Linked DNA regions of Xenopus laevis: region 2 is linked to region 1. The links are chromatin contacts, called in public Hi-C maps. All regions are on one chromosome and are shown on one strand. The core of a region is the stretch at or near the end of the contact, and the rest is flanking DNA. Distances in the headings are between cores, read along the strand shown.

What was found. Hi-C and Micro-C count contacts between places; a contact is called where the count stands out from the background.
Region 2: a Hi-C map of the XTC cell line shows a contact between it and region 1, with 3 times the contacts expected there. The contact joins the enhancer-like site here to the promoter of hes4.L in region 1. A contact is called at or near these places in 2 of 4 Hi-C or Micro-C datasets (the XL177 cell line and the XTC cell line).

Annotation. Positions count from the first base shown.
Region 1 is chr7L:90,953,316-90,958,868 of Xenopus_laevis_v10.1, reverse strand. It overlaps hes4.L (hes family bHLH transcription factor 4 L homeolog), which reads right to left and starts at 2,115. Exons shown (of 4, transcript NM_001088692.1): 1 at 1,894-2,115; 2 at 1,684-1,779; 3 at 1,341-1,428; 4 at 268-1,136. The coding sequence starts at 2,001. The coding sequence ends at 595.
Region 2 is chr7L:91,148,121-91,153,673 of Xenopus_laevis_v10.1, reverse strand. No RefSeq gene overlaps it. Among protein-coding and RNA genes, the nearest start is that of LOC108696527, 23 kb to the left of the region's middle. Within about 2 kb of position 2,358, at least 2 of the 7 cell types and tissues checked have an H3K27ac peak or open chromatin away from gene starts, as enhancers often do.

The DNA.
Region 1 (5,553 bases), core at 866-3,365:
TATTATAGTCACTTATGTGTCACGTGTCTTTAGCCTGGGCTAAGCATATGCTTTAATAACTGTGGTAGCTACTAGGGCTCTATATAAACACTTAAAAATAAGCTGTAGCGTTCTACTGGCAGTGATATGTATTGCCTGGCACTTATTTCTTATATAAAACTGATCAATCACAGCAAGGGGCCTATGTATTTTATTATGGCACTCGCCATTAGACTGATAAGTGATCTCACACAACCCCCCATATAATCCAAGCACCACACAACTGGATTCAAATGAAAAAGAGTTTATTAAATAAAACTCCTGCATGTTCGGAAAGTTTTTGACACAAAAACCAACACAATAACTTTGGCATTACACATTTTTCTGTACGCAATTGTACAAAACTAAAAAAAAAAAAAAAAAAAAAAAAAAGAAATCTCAGCAAAAGAGCTTTGTTACAAAAATGGGTCATCTACACAAGTTTGTTTTTTTTATTAAAGAATAAAAAAGCGAAATCCCCATATTTGGAAATAAATAGTTTTTTTGTGCGGATTGTCTTTAAGGCAGGGTCCCATAGAACGGAACCAACATATACACAGTCGGCTGATCGCGTTATCACCATGGTCGCCACACGGACTCAGCGCTGTCTGCTCTGGTGCTGCCCCCTAGAGGGCTGACGGCTTGCGCCATGTGAGGCATCTTGTGGGCGAAGCTGGTGAGTCCCTGCACTGGAGACTGGCTCGGGGGGCCGCCGGGGGATGTCGCGTTGGCATATAGAGGGATAACAGGTCCGGGGCTGGAGGTATAAGCTGGGTTGGGAATGAGGAAAGCAAACTGGCCGTCAGTAGCTGGCACTAGCTGGAAGCCTCCCTGGAATACTTTGGGGGAGATGGCCTCTGCTGGGTTCACCTTACAAGGCATGGGCACGGGGGTGCTGGAAGGGAGCTGCACATGCACTGGTTGTTGGCTGGAGGGGGGTTGCTGGTAATTCATGGCTACGATCTGTCCCAGGCAGCTGGACAGGTGACCGAGAAGCCTGGTCCTCACTTCGGTGTTGACGCCCTCGCAGGTAGAGAGGAATCGGGTGACTTCGTTCATGCACTCGTTAAATCCGGCTCTGTACTTTCCCAGAACTGAGGGGTCGGCTGTTAGAGCGGCTGTAAGGGAGAGCAAAAAGGGGTTATTGCACTGATCCCAATGCTAAATCACTGGCACTAACTCAAGCTCACTGGGCCCCTGTTACTGAGACTGACACTGATGTACAACCCGCTCCCCTCACCCAGCATAGTGACTAGCAACGGAAGGAGAGCAGCCCCAGCATCCCACCAATACAATAACATGTGGCTCATCCATGTATTTACCTGTCATTTGCACTCGCTGCAGGTTCCGTAGGTGCTTGACTGTCATTTCCAGGATATCAGCCTTTTCCAGTTTAGAGTGTCTGGAGCTCTGCGGGGAAATACAAGGGATCATGAATATCTATAGGCGTGAGAGGCTTCATAGCAGGCACCATATATATATATAAATATCCATTACACATCTATACCAGGGGGATTACTTTCTGCCACTTCTCGGTAGTTATTGTAATTAGGAATATTTCTGTATCTCAAAAGCAGCTTGAGTAAGGCAGCTATGAAGCAGAGGGTGCACAGTGCTATATATATATATACATATGAGGGGTATATGATCCAGAGAGGAACTTACATCTTTTTTTAGCGCATCCAGGATGAGGGTCTTGAGCTGCCCCAGGCTCTCGTTGATTCGCGCTCTCCTGCGCTTTTCCATGATGGGTTTGGACGACTGTAAAACAGAGAGGAGAGACAATTGAGCGACTCACTCACTTAGCGCCAGTCGGCAATATTCCTGGTGGGCAAGTTCAGGATGAACAGGTCATCACCACAGAGCGACATTTACCTTTCTGTGCTCGCTGGCACTCTTGGGTTTATCCGGAGTCTGCGCTGAGTTGGCTGGTGCCCCTGCAATGGGGGAGGCTGTCGGCTTCTCCATACTATCTGCAGGCATGTTCAGATGTTGTATCCGGATAGGGCTAGTGATGCGGATGTTGCTATGGCCAGTGCAGAGGCGAGTGCTGTGTGTATGAGGCTTGGCTGGATCATAAACCCTCAGCCTGGATTGTATCTCACTCTGATCTCCCAGCCTGCGGGCTCTGCCTCTATTTATACTCCGCGCTGCTGCTCCCCATTCGTGTGAAACCTTCAGTGCATTCTTTCCCACACTCTCCTCGGCCAATCACAAGCGCAGGCTCGCCCACTACGCATTCCTATTGGATAACCGGCACCCTCCCTAACTTTGCAACCTCCACTCACCCCCTCCTCTCACTCCAACCCCCACAAGCAGACTGCCAGTCACGCGCTTGGCTCATAGCAGGCGCCGGGGATCGGGCAGGGAGTGAAGCCCAGTGCCGAGCAATGCGCACCATTCTGGAACATATATTACAGCAACATATTATAACTTGCATTATACACACGTGCACATAGCAGGGGAACCGCCTGGCACATATCTCAGTCCCTTTAGGGAAACCCCCCCAGACCACTCGTTGATCTTGTTACACATACAAACATTCCATAGATAATAATGTTTATTTCATAGCAAGTATTATATATAATTGCACCAGTTGATGCTGCTGCGATTTATTGCCACAAACCAATGGCTACACTGGGAGCTCTTGTGATCACATCTATGTGTCACTACCGTATACCTAATTATGAATAAACAATAAAAAAATGATCATATTCGGGGTTACTAGCATCAGCCTTCTAATTTAAAAGATGGAATATTGAAATTGCCCTACAGATTTTGTTGCACATCAATTCTTGGATTGGACTGTTTTACTCTGCACTGCTCCATTTGGTTCCACTTTCCTAAATAACAATGATGGGAAGTGTTTCAACTTTACAAACCTTATTATTATATATGTGCAACGTATTATCGCTCTATAACACACCATTATCATCAACGTAGAAAAAAAGAGGTTCCCAAGACAATGGCATGTGCGTACATTGCAACGTTCATTATGTAAAACCACGAGTTCAAAGCGAGCTTGTCCAACTCTGCAGCAATGTTACTTTTGGCTCACAAATATGTTTTGAAATTGAGAAGAAATTGAGGCTGAGACCTAACTGGATCTGAGTATTGATGTTCAAACTAAGGCTTCAGATTGGTATTTACTGTAAACAGGCAACCGTTTCTTTACGCTGTCCTACAATTCAGTTTTAAAAAAACCAAAACAAAAAGTTTTCAGGAAGAAAAAAAAAAGAAAGAAAGCGTTTCCATCAATCTTCTGTCTTGGGAACTGTTTGCGTTTATTGATTTGTTCTGTGCGAATGGAGGTTTCATAGTCACTGTCCCACTAGCTGTTACTAAGCACAGTCCCAGGAGCAACAGCATTTCATGGATAAATACTTCCCAAAAGCAGAAGTAAAAAAAAGAAACAAAAATATGAATATTATCTATGTATGAATGGCTTTGGGATTTGTAAGAAATCATCTTCTGTTTAGCCCAATACCCCTTTTTCTCCAGTTTTTTTTTTACAGGGGTCCTGCAGAAACCTGCAAGTCTGCTCTTGCTAATGAATGTAATGTTTTTGCTCACTGTGGAATGCAAATAAATGCTAATGTGTATATAGGTAGCAAGAGTAGGTGCTAAACTTAACACATTAGTGCCAATGTGCTAAGCAACACTATTAAAATGAAACAGGTTTCTCCAGGGATCGGTGGAGCTCAGTGCTCATAAGTACAAAATTGCTCCAGTGCAGTAACCCATAGCAACCTAAGCATAATTAGCTTGAGTCATTCTTGTGTGCAGAGTAGGGCAATTCCCATGAATTATAACGATAAGCACCCTTGTAGTCTTCAGTCTGATACTGTATAGCCCCTAAACTGATTAAGGTTTTTGCACTTCTATGATATTGCACTATTACTGGGGGTAGGCTCTGTATTAGCTTGGCGTGTAAAAGCTTTGTACTCTCATAACTGGCTAAATACCTTGTTACTATAAAGTGTGAGCGCTAAGGCCGACTGCGCAAGATTCACTAAATATTTGCGCTGTCGCTGCTTTGCCTTGAAAGATGCTGATCACATGCGCTGTCCACGAGAAACACCCCGTAATACATATTTGTGAGCGTTCTATAAACACTTTAATTTTAGTAATCAGAGTAAAATGAGCGCAAAACATAAAAGGGGCACCGCAGGGCATTTCACAGGTAAAACATGAACCGCCGTTATCTCAGATTTAGGATGATCTCTATGTAACGCCCAGTGCCCCGTGCTCAAATTGGCAAACTTTACACCGATTCGGGTTCGAGGCCTGAGAAGCGCTAGAATTGAAGACGGAACGTGTGCGAATCACATTTCCCAGCTGTGCGCTCCTGGGAGAGACCCAGCAATCCCAGAGCATAGGCAGCCGGCCGGCACGCGAAGAGACTGGTATTCAGGCAACCAATAAGCTGGAGCGAAGGCCCGTGCTGCCTTCTCATTGGCTGAGCGTTGGCCACCTGTCAATCAAAGGCAGCTGGGGTAAATCTCTACCGCTGTGCGCGTGCCTTACATTGGGAAGCTGCGGCTGCTGGGCGGGCAGGCGCGCGCTCCCCTCCTCCTTCCTCTCCTCACCTCCCGCCTTCCTCCCCCTCCCCTGCTCCTGTCTGTACTTTGTATCACCCGGGAGCACGTGCCAAAGTGCTGCTGGCTTTCTGCACAGGGCTCAGGCAGCCGGCTCCCAGCCCAGCCTGGAAAAGCAAAAAGCCACAAAGGAAGGGAGGAGGGGGGAATGAGAAAAATCATAATAAAAAAGCATGGGAAAACTCCTCCTCTGCTGCTTCTGCTGCTATAATCTCACATGGTAAACACTGCGTCCTCTGTCCCATGAATGTAAATAGAGACGGCTACTTCACATATTTTTGCAGTTTTTTTTCCTCCTCTGCCCAGGGGTGTTTTTCCTGCGCACCTACCTTTGTAACTAGGAAATATCTGTAGCTTAACAAAAAGTCCCGAAGTCTGGGCCACGCGAGGAGCGCGTCACTGTGGGGTTGAGGGCAGGACAGGACTGGCAATCTGTGGGTAATGGCAAATGCCAGAGGGGCTGCTATAAGGTGCCATAGAAAGTCAGTATTTAGTGGCTGGTGGGGGCTATGTGGGCTGATTGGGCCTCTGTGTACCTGAAATGTCAGGACCTATTTTAATTCTCAGTCTGGACATGGTTGAAAGGATGTGCATGTGCCAGCCTGGATGCTGCTGCCATTTGTGTAGTGGGGTTACAGACAGTGCCCTGGGGTATGTGCCAGCCTGGCTGATGCCTTCTTTCTAGTGGGTTACATTGCCATGAGGCATGTACCCAGGGGCTATCCTGGCCTATCTGCCGCCCCTCCCCCGTGCACTTACCTTTTTGCGCCTGAGGGGGCCCAGGGGAGTCAGGAGGGCCAGGACACTAGCACAGAGAGTGCAGTTAGGCAGAAATTCGGCTCTTAAAGTACCAGGAGCGGCATTTTTTCCGTCCCTGGTACCTAGTGGGGCGCTGCTGCCTGAGGCGAGAGCCTCAACTCGCCTCGTTGGCGAAGTG
Region 2 (5,553 bases), core at 1,109-3,608, 190 kb before region 1:
TGCAAAAGACGCTTGCAAATGTTAGTGACCATGTTTGCATCCTTTTTGGCTGATTAAACTCCTCAACGATTTCATCCCAAGGTTTGCAACTGATTTTACATTGGGAGCAGTGCTAAACATTCTCAAAGACATAATTTTAAATAATGCCTGTGACTTTAAATTACATTCCCCCCTATGTGATGTGTTGTAATATTCAGAACTTGAGGTTAAGGGCTTCTGGAGAAGGCCCTGCTGGGAGTTGTAGTTCAATTTTATCTGCAGAGATGTAAAAATACATCATGAATAACTTAAAGCCTTTAGTTTGTGCTATGGTTAAAGGCAGAAACTCTTATTCTGGCAAGGGGATCATTAAAGGGGTGATTCACCTTCAAGTTAACTTTTAGAATGTTATATTTATATTTTATATATTTATATATATTTTTTTAAATAGTTTTTGAATTATTTGTCTACTCATCTTTCCATTGAGGCCCTCTCCCATCCATATCCCTGCCTCTTATTCATAGCAGTGCATGGTTGCAAGGGTAATTTGGACTCTTGCAACCAGATTGATGAAATTGCAAACTGGAGAGCTGCTGAATAAAAACCTAAATAACTTAAAAAACCACAAATAATAAAAAATTAAAACCAATCTCAGAATAACATTCTCTACATCATACTAAAAGTTAATTTGAAGGTGAAAACCCCCATTAAGTGCAGTTTGTAAGCCAAAACAGCAAATTTATTTTATATACTACACATCGTATGTCACAATTTCATAAAACTATTGCAGAGAGATTGCTGTCCCAAGACTGGTTGCTTTATACCCATTATTGTTTGTGATCACGCTCCCTGCTCTGCCCAATGCTACCTGTTTCTAGGTGAAGGGGTTGCAAAATAGGCTAATTCTCGAAATATCTGTGGTATTCGGCCACCTGTGCTACTAGATGTAAGTAAAATGAGACTCTTAAAATGGCCATACCCAGGCCAATAGGTATGGTACTTTGACCATTTAGCCCAAAACATATAGATGGATACTGAATGAGGGGTCAAACGTGTATAGATATGTTATTTACCATACATGCCCCAATAGTCCAGCAGTATGGCTAAAATCCATCTACTTGACCAAAACTGACCATATATGGCCAGATTTACAGCATATTTTTTAAAGGGAAAATAAGGGTGATTTTTAATCAGATAGCAAAATGTTGGGTAATAAACATTTGTCTTGCATTGTACTAAAGCAGAAATATATGCATAGAGACTGAATCTTCTGAGTATGCTGAAAGCGGTATCAAATAATGTCATATTTATCCTGATCCACCAAGTTTTATTACCATTTACTATATAGGCAACATATACCATTAGTTAAAAATTCATCTTTAGCTACCGATTGGCAAGAATTTGGCATCAGACACAACGAAACCTCATTTGCACAAGTTTTATACCGTTATGTATAAACACATAACATGGGGGGGGGGGGTTCACGTGTAACGCAGACAACACACTAGAGACCTGCATGGAATCAGATGGACACTCAAGACCCACTGTCCACATTGGAGAACACACATTTCTAACCTCCTTCACACATTTCATCCAAGAAAGGTTGGTTAAACGTTGGAAGGGATGTGGAGAAGCTTATTTGAGATGTAGAACCAGATGCTTTACCAGTTCTGACTTGAGAACAGTACCCTATCCACAATTAAACTACCCACTACCTGCCCAATATCCATATTGCAGTGCCGTCACTAAAGGTGACCATACAGAGACTCATCCATAAAATACACAATGAAAACATAATTTGAAAGTTTGCTCAAATCTGATTTCTAGTAAAACCAAGTCAGGGAAAAGTGATGAGGAGGAAGATATTCACAAGTGTGTGTTGGGGGAGGGTACCGGTAGCTTTTTCACACTATTGTCCTATAATATTCGCTGAATAATAGTTTTTCTCTGAACAGAGAACTTTTTGAATCTGTATATTTACATTTATTCATGGGTTGTTGCTGCCATAATACCAAAATAAAAGAAGCGGCAGGCATGGAGTCCTGTTTAGCAGACCACCAAATGGCTTGGAACAAAGCAGCGTTACTTTCCTTTGCTGACGATTAGGCCTCTGGCAGGTGGAAATAAGGACTGTTATGTATACAGTCAACAATAACTTCTTAAGCTGTGAATGTTTAGTGTGTAAACTGGCCAGTGAATAGAGAGGTGTGAGCAGCTACTATGGGTGTGGAATTTAGTGCATCCCCTGGGATAATGACAGAATTAACATGTGTATACATTTGTGTATTTACTAACCTGTCGCAGTGAAATAAGATAAAATCTTTGAGTAATGACACAAAATATATTGATATTGAGTCAGTGCACATTTCACCAAGCAGAGAAAGTCTTTACTGAGGCTTGATTCACTGTTGTGTTCTAAGGACACCTGCATCCAACTGCTTCACATTTACCTTTAATGCCTCCCCTTTCAACTTAAAGGAAAACTATACCCTCCAAACAATGTAGGTCTCTATAAAAAGATATTGCATAAAACAGCTCATATTAAAATCCCTGATTCATGTAAACAAACCATTTTCATAATAATATACTTTTCTAGTAGTATGTGCCATTGGGTAATCATATAGAAAATGACCATTGTATAAAATAAGGAACGCCCCCTGGGATCGTACCATTCACTGTGCACACAAACATACCAAACAAACTATATTTCTTAGGTCACATGAGCCAATTAACAGAGTTGTGTCTTTTGCGTCAACAATTCTTCCTGTTGCAGTTCTAGTATTTCTGGTCAGGTGATCTCTGAGGCAGCACACAGACCATCACAAGATGGTGGTTCAAGGCAAGAGATGTAAAAGGGCAATACTTACTTAAATATATAATGTATGCTAAGATTCTTTAATATGTCACTTAATATGCTTAAGTATCCATTTTGGGGGTATAGTTTTCCTTCAAGTTACTGGAAGTGTTTTATTTATATATATATATATATATAAAAATATGCTCGTAACCAGCAGTATAAGGCTAATGTCACATGTAGGGTTAAAATTATTTGTATTAAAAAGTACTCTATGGGAGATGGCCTTCTCATTATTCTGAGCTGTCTGAATATTGGGTTTCTGGATAATTGTATATTTTCACACAGTATTTTTGGAGGGAAACTTAGAGGCTACCAACAACTTAAGGTTGTGCTGGTTAGTGTAGTTTAACAAAAACCGAAGGACTATAAGTCAGAGAGTTTTATAGTGCTTTATATTAAAAAAAAAGAGCAAATATATGAAATGATGTTAACAGAAAAAAATATGCACATTGCAAACAAGTTTCCCTCAGCTTTCCCAACATGAGTTTAGCTTCTAAATCCTACAGGCGTTCCCTGCACATATCAGAAGTTCGTCCCATTCCCAGGCTAGTGACAGCCACTGAGCACATGTTGCTGTTATACTGGAGAAAAGCTGTTCCCACTCTGCTCTCTGACCACCCACTGACTTGCTCTCCCCCACCATCTTCCCAAGAGGCAGGTACTGGGAGAGGGGCAGCTAGGTCAGGTTCCAAGGATTACACAGGCAGCAGCCTGGAACTCTCCACTTCCTCACATACCCCCACCTGCAATAGTGGGAAACAAAATAAAGCCAGACACTTCTGGGAAGCAAGAGAAATCCTAGCCAGTCAGGGTCAGTGGCAGTCAGAAAAGACGGATTACCTTAATCTCAGGGTTCAAAGCCCCCCCAAATCCCTAAGAAAGACCATCAGAATTTGATTGTCAGCCAGGTGGGCAGAAGGGTGTCAGACAACAGGTTTTCCATTGGATCCATTCATGCCAGGAGTATGGCTTTGTTTTAAGGTCATTTTGAAGCCACATCTGTTTTACTTCAAGTGAAAAAGGCTTATTACTTATCCTGACCTGTTTGTTTTATGTAACTGTCAGTAACACAAGCCGCCAGCAAAGCCAAAGAGCTTACGATCCATGTGCAAGGATACCACAGCCTGTTTGTTCAGTTTATAAAGATACACACATTTACATGCGCATATCTCGTGGAAATACTTCACATGATAAAAACAGTAAATCATATTCCGTGAAATAACCTGGAAAGAAAAACAAAGAAAAATATGATTTCCCAATACTTTGAATGTTGCTCGGAAACGTAGCTTTTGCATTATCTATGTATTGTTGCCCAACATTGAGTTATGCATGTTTTTAGTATTATTCCCACATCATTGAATGCACACGACAGCAGAAATATCAGACTGAAAGCCTGTACTGTTGCAGACTACAACTCCCAGCATTCAATAGTATATTAGCTATAAACATGAATAACCTTGGTATTAATTAAAACCATTCATTTTTATAGGTGTCAATACTCAGCGCAGTGCAGAATACTAACACCAATCAGAATCATTACTTCCTGATGCAAATCAAATGCGGGGATTCACAATTTAGACAATGATTTTCATAGCTGGACTGATTTCTATTTTACATAATAAATGGACCCCTATGAGAAAAGCTGTGAAACCCAGCAATTGAGAGTAAATTATTCCTTATGTAAACTGACTAGCAAGGGAATAAGTACCCAGGGATTTGATAACCAACATGACTCAACAGCTGTGTTTTCACCCAACAACACTGAAATAGATCAGCAAATTATAGAATTTGAAACACACTGACATTTTTATGATAGGGCATGTACAAAGTTGCATGCAAGAAAATCAGTCACTATGTTGTGTGCAGTTTTGCAAAATGCAATGTATTTGGACGATTAGCTGCACAAATGGCCTTTATAGATGAGTCCTAAACTTGTCTTCCTGATAGAGGTTATTGAGAATGGCAAACGACAGGCACAAAAAAAGTGTTGAAAGGTGAACAACCTTAGAATGATACTTTCCTTCATTATGCATATTTGTAATATATGGGTGGTGTTCCCCTTTAAGCATACCAAAATGTTCAAATGCAGTATTTTAAAAAGTGTTTTGATGTTTGGAAATCATTGTACAAAGAGGATTATTTGGATCGCAGTGCTTGATAGCTTCGTCTGCACCAAAGATAATCGCATAATGAAACATGCTCATCTCTTAATGTGCTTTATCATTATCTATTATCCGCTCATGCTTAAACGTACTGAGGTAGGCCTGCACTTGCCTCGTCTACTGTGATGCCTTGTTTGTTTATGACTGCTGCAAAAAGTTTGTTCATTGTACTACATCCACACATTGCTAAATCTCTGTCTCTCTATACAGTATAATGTTTAAAATATATTCATCTCTGAAAGTTTATTCTGCACTCTTTATGTATAAATGAAATCCTAATAGGCTCATCTGTGAAGGTACAATAAAAAGAACATTACAAGTTTTACATATACTATGCGTAACTGTGCGCATATCTCTGGGGGGCTACTGAGAGTACAGGGTTATATTACTAAAATAATTTTGTCTATTGCAACTCATGGAATAGTTGAAAGAATCAATCTGACACAAAATCTTTTAAATGTAATGGCTTTATTAGCAGACAAAGGAGACAAATGCATGGAAATCTGGACATCCTGGACTATGTATAATAAAATGATATGACATTTGCAATAACAA